2 separate regions of the Mus musculus genome follow, and region 1 is linked to region 2. A link is a contact called in public promoter capture Hi-C data. All regions are on one chromosome and are shown on one strand. The core of a region is the stretch at or near the end of the contact, and the rest is flanking DNA. Distances in the headings are between cores, read along the strand shown.

Region 1 (2,832 bases), core at 166-2,665, 520 kb before region 2:
CCTCAGTGACCTACCTAACCTATCCTATAGACTGAGGGCATGCATACTCCTGGGGATCGAGGCAGTGAACAGGAGACCTGAAGTGAGGGTCTAGGTATAGGAAGAGAGGAGAGGAGTCACTCAGAGTGGTTTCAGAGATGGAACTGACTTTTTGATTACAGGTTGAAGGCTTTTAGGGAAAGGGACGAATCCAGGCGAATTCTTCAGTTTTGGTTTGGGAACAGGAGAAAGGTTTACTTCTGCCCAGGGAATCCGCACGGCTGACGGCAGAACTGTAACACTATGTAACGGGACAGGGGAGTCTCTAGTTAGACCCTGGATTCCATCCAATATATACATAAAGAAGGCTGCGCTCAAATAAAGAAAACTCGGTGTGAAAAGGGAGGAAGCTGGGTTAGCAGAAGGCAGACATAGACGCAGGAAGAGGGGCGATGAGGGGCAAGGAGGGGACACAGTGGGAAGGGTTCACAGGCTGTGTGATGAGGGGTGAGGAATGGAGAGGGCAGAGTCTCATTCTGATCCATTGATCCTGAGGTTCCTGGGAGACATTCAGGAAGAACAGCAGAGACTTGTAAACAGCCAGACACTGGCTTGGCAAGGAACATGGAGAGACTCTATGGGGCCACCCATGGAGAACATAAACCAAGAGCCTGGAGAACCGGGCCTGGGAAGAGCACAAATCAAGATTGTCGCTGAGGAATGGAAGTCTGCCAGAGAGAGAGAAAAATGGCCTGACAGAAGCCAGGAGAATGTGGAGTCATGGTGGCCAAAGGGAAAGTTCCAGAAGAGAGGAAATGCTCCCTAGTATCAAACACTGTGGAGAAAGGAGAATGAGCAGACAGACAGCACAGTTACCTGTCCTCTGGAAATCTCCCTGTTAGCAGGAGAATGTCAAGACGAATGAGTGTGCAGGGGACAGCAGGATAGACAAGAAGGCCCAGCCCCGACGGATGCATGGGAGATAAGGAGCTGAAACCTTCAGGGAGTATATTCTCACATCTTTATATTTTTCCACTGGTACTGTTTCTCCTTCCCCTGTGAGCCTTTGTTCTGGAAAGTTCTAGGAAACCATTACACTCTAGAGGCTAGATTAAGTTTTAGTCCTGGTTTCTTAGATGTCCAGGCAGTTGGAGATCCGGGAGAGCTTTGACAAGAAACTAAATCTGGCTTCAGGGAGTTGGCTAAAGGGCAAAGCACTTGGCATGTGACTATAATGGACAGAGTTCAGATTCCCAGCACCCACATAAATGCCAAATGGGCATAGGGGCCTACTTATAATCCAAGCAAGAGGGAGGTGAAGATGGAAAACTTTGGAGCAACCTGGCTAGCTAGACTAACCTAAGCCCCAGCTCAACCAGAGACCTTGCTTCAGTGTGGAAAGTAGAGAGAACACTTGAGGAAGACAGCTGACATCAGCCTCTGACGTCAGCCTCTGATCTCCACATGTGTGATGGTTTGACTATGCTTGGCCTAGCAAGAGGCACTATTAGGTGGTGTGGCCTTGTTGGAGTAGGTGTGGGTGTGGCCTTGTGGGAATGGGTATGGCTTTGATGGAGTGAGTGTGGCCTTGTTGGAGGAAGTGCCACTGTGGGGGGTGGGCTTTGAGACCCTCCTCTCCTAGCTGCCAGAAAGACAGTCTGCTCTTGGCTTTCTTTGGATGAAGATATAGAACTCTCAGCAGTTCCTGCACCCTGCCTGCCTGGATGCTGCCATGCTTCCTGCCATGATGATAATGGACTGAACCTCTGAATTGTAAGCCGGCCCCAATTAAATGTTGTCCTTATAAGAGTTACCTTGGTCATGGTGTCTATTGACAGAAATGTATGTGCCTGACCTCCACGTAAATGCACAGGCACCTATATATACACATGCATGTACACACACACACACACACACACACACACACACACACACATACAGAGGAGGAAAAAAAGGATGCTAAATAGCCTACTAAGATCAGTACCTGGTAAGAGTATACGGGATTCTAGAATGTTCCAGGATGTTTTTTCAACATTCCTTTTAGGGTTAGGTGGGAGTGAAACAGACCTTTGCCCCTGGCCACCATGACTGTGTATCTCAATCTATGTTCTTGTCAGGAGATCTCTCAAGCTGTGTGTCCAGGCTCTGTTACCAGTCTGCCCTGGGGCGGGTAGGAGCAGGGGGCTGGGTGTCTGCCGTAGTCCGTCGCCTCCACACTTTCACATCCTCTATCAACACCTGCACACTTGGGTGGTGACCACACAAGCTCTTCCTGTTTGTGCAGAAAGTGCCATTCAGAACGCTTGCCAGCGAGGAGGGATCCGTACACAGAAGAGAGAAGCCGAACAATTTATTTGGAACAGGAAAAAAATAAAACCAAGAGTGTGTTGAGAGGTAAGTGGGTCTGTGTCTCGGTACTTTCGGGAGTTGTGGGTGAAGCCTAGGACTGTGCACTCGGGCGCCTCAGGGCCCGACAGTTGAGAGCATTCCTAGCCTGCTCCATAGAGAGAATCGTGACCTGGTGCATGGCTAGATAATGGGACAGGCAGATGTGGAACATAACCAGGGAAGGTCATAACGTGTGTGTGTGTGTGTGTGTGTGTGTGTGTGTGTGTGTGTGTGTGTGTGTATGCATGTGTGGCATGCAAAGAAGACACAATCTAGAGGTAAACATGTTCTCACATACATCTGTGATGCCAATTGGGCCCAGTGGTCTTAGGCAATATGTCTGAACCTCATGTAGGTCACCAGCTATACCTCAATGAAAGAACCCAAGTCAAGGTCCCAGGGAGGATCTGAGGGTGGCCTTGCCGGTGACTTCAGGACCTACACAAAGGAGACTGTGGGAAGCCT
Region 2 (2,840 bases), core at 156-2,655:
TAAAGTTGTGATTCCTTTTTCCCAATGATCCTTAATCCAGATTCCATTTTGCTTTCAGTACTGCCCGCAGCCGCTCTCTATACTAGGATGGCTTTATGTCCTTTAGATTCAGGTAGTCAATATTTATTTCCCTTCTCGGGGGGAAAACCGACAATGCACCTGGCCTGTTTTTGCTCTGGCATTTATTAAAGTTCCTCTCGCTATGTATTTCTCTCCGGTTCTTAATTGGGAACTTAAGGGGTTGGGATTCCTCATGAGCCTATTCTAATATGTGTAGATGATGTTTTGCTATTTAAAAAAAATGAATAAAGGTTTAAGAGTGATTTTGCATATTTATTAAAGACCTAAGCTTGGGAGAGACATAAAACCTTCAAAGAGGAATTATAGTCATCTGCAACAACAACAAAAGCCCCCGTGCTTGTGACATTCTGTGCCACACGAAGACAAATCTCATGGTGTTAAAAGGGGAAGCATCCAAAATGTCCCCAGATTGACAAAATGGCTTTGAACATTCCGAGGGTGGTGCGCTATGTCACAGAAACTTGGTACTAAACTTTCTCGCATCAAATCCTCTTTCCATGAATTATGTCCTAGGTTCCTGGACCTCTAGCCTAGGAAAATAAACATGAAGCCTTCTGGGACCTAAATACAGCTCTAAGGTGGCACCCGAACAGGGGTACCTAATTAACATTATCCCTTTTCCCTTGTTGTTCATCAACCATCTGAATTCAGGGAGTATTGAACAATTACACAAGACTCATCTGAGGCCCATTTGCTTTTCTTTTAGTTTGTTTTTAATTGGCACAATTATAGGTATTAATGATGTACAGAGTGATATTTGCACGTACACATACACAACGTAAAAATGATCATGACCAAGTATTTAGCATTTTCAGCACCGTTATCATTTCCTTTGTAAAATTTTGACTTATTTTTAATTACATGTCGGTGTGTGACAGGGTTGTATACGCACCTGACTACAGGTAGTGTGGAAAACCAGAAGGAGTGAAAGGTAGAGCTGCCCCGTGAGCTGCCCCGTGTGGGTGCTGGGAAGCAACTTAAGCTCCTTTGAAAGAGCAGTAAGTACTTACTCTTAACTGCTCAGGCATCTCTCCAGCCTCCATTTATCATTCCTCAGTAATGGGAACATCGGAAATCCACTCCTCTAGTTATTTTGAAACTGAGAATTGAGTACCATTATTCAGTCCAGTATGTAACTGTAATAGAACCCCGGAACTTGCTTCTCTGAGCTATGATTTTGTATGTGTTAGTCATTCTATACCCCCACTCCCCACTGCCGTGTCCTCCCTAGCTTCTGAAAAGCTCTATTCTTCCCCCTATGAAGTCAGCTTTATCTCAAAGGACTTTCCTTTGGTTCAGTAACTAAGACACAGTCACCTCCTCTAAGAGCTAGGCATCAGTGGGCACACATCTAAGTTCTGGATGCCTCAGCTGGCTGGTCTCAGGGTCTCCATTCAGTTCTTGTGTACTGACTCCTTTTTTTTTTTTTTAAGATTTATTTATTTTATGTATGTAAGTACACAGTTGCTGTCTTCAGATGCACCAGAAGAGGGCATCAGATCCCATGACAGACAGTTGTGAGCCACATTGTGGTTGCTGGGAATTGAACTCAGGACCTCTAGAAGAGCAGCCAGTACTCTTAACCGCTGAGCCATCTCACCGTCTCCCCAGCCAGTGTACAGACTTTTGTTGATGGGGGAAACAAAGCATTTCTCAACTAGCTTCCCAGCATTCCATGCAACAGTTTGATTTTTCTATCAAGTATCATTGGCTCTGCAAAACGCTAAAGCCAGCTGTTTCCTGTCCGTTGCCCAAAGGTTCTGCACGGCTGCTCAAGTCTCTATTACAGTCACTTGTGCTCTATAATCTATGCAAGGTTGGTTACCCTGTTCCTCAAACAAGCCTGACCTAATTTTATCTGTAAATGCTTTATTTTCAAAAATAGAAATTGGAAGTTATTAAGCAGGTTATGCTGATACACACCCGGAATTTACCTTTGAAATACAAAATATTTCTAGAAATCAAATCAACTCAAACAACTAAATTAATTGTGCTTGCTTAGATATACCAACTAGGGAGGAAGAAAAGAACAAAGATTTTGTTTGTTTGTTTGTTTGTTTGTTTTTAAGGCAGGGTTTTGTTTTTTGTTTGTTTGGGTTTATTGTTGTTGTTGTTGTTGTTGTTGTTAGTGGTGGTGGTGGTTTTTAAATGCAGTCCAGACTGGCCTGGAATTTGGCTGCACTCTTTCTGTCTCAGCCTTCTGAGCACTAGAATTACAGGCATGAGCCACCACACCTAACCTTTGATGTGTCTTCTTTCCATGAAGTTCATGATACTGGAAACAGAACTAACTCTCTTTCTTCCTTCCTTCCTTCCTTCCTTCCTTCCTTCCTTCCTTCCTTCCTTCCTCCCTTCCTTCCTCCCTTCCTTCATATCTCTCTGACTCTCTCTGACTCTCTCTGACTCTCTCTGTCTCTCTGTCTCTGTCTCTCTCTGTCTCTGTCTCTCTGTCTCTGTCTCTGTCTCTGTCTCTGTCTCTCTCTCTCTCTCTCTCTCTCTCTCTCTCTCCTTCCTTCCTTCTTTGGTTTTTGAGACAGAGTTTCTCTCTATAGCCCTGGCTGTCCAGGAACTCACTCTTTAGACCAGGCTGGCCTTGAACTCAGAGATCTGCCTGCCTTCTCCTGAGTGCTGGGATTAAAGGTGTGTGCCTCCTCCTGACCTCAAGGAGGATTTTCTCCATCAGTAGTATCTTTTATTTAGCAAGGAAATAAGACAAACTAAGACCTTATAAGAACTTGTATGCATATGCATATGGTGTA

Evidence for each region. Promoter capture Hi-C pulls out the DNA fragments that hold promoters and counts their contacts.
Region 1: a promoter capture Hi-C map of pre-B cells shows a contact between it and region 2, with 2.2 times the contacts expected there. The contact joins two enhancer-like sites. A contact is called at or near these places in 4 of 39 promoter capture datasets (cranial neural crest, embryonic stem cells, pre-B cells and 1 more).

What each region holds. Positions count from the first base shown.
Region 1 is chr1:38,664,399-38,667,230 of GRCm38.p6, reverse strand. No RefSeq gene overlaps it. Among named protein-coding and RNA genes, the nearest start is that of Gm34596, 35 kb to the right of the region's middle. Within about 2 kb of position 1,415, at least 106 of the 459 cell types and tissues checked have an H3K27ac peak or open chromatin away from gene starts, as enhancers often do. A contact at or near this core is called in pre-B cells, where this site is marked.
Region 2 is chr1:38,149,241-38,152,080 of GRCm38.p6, reverse strand. The region is part of intron 3 of Gm5099 (predicted gene 5099); the gene reads right to left. Among named protein-coding and RNA genes, the nearest start is that of Gm5099, 19 kb to the right of the region's middle. Within about 2 kb of position 1,405, at least 13 of the 459 cell types and tissues checked have an H3K27ac peak or open chromatin away from gene starts, as enhancers often do. A contact at or near this core is called in pre-B cells, where this site is marked.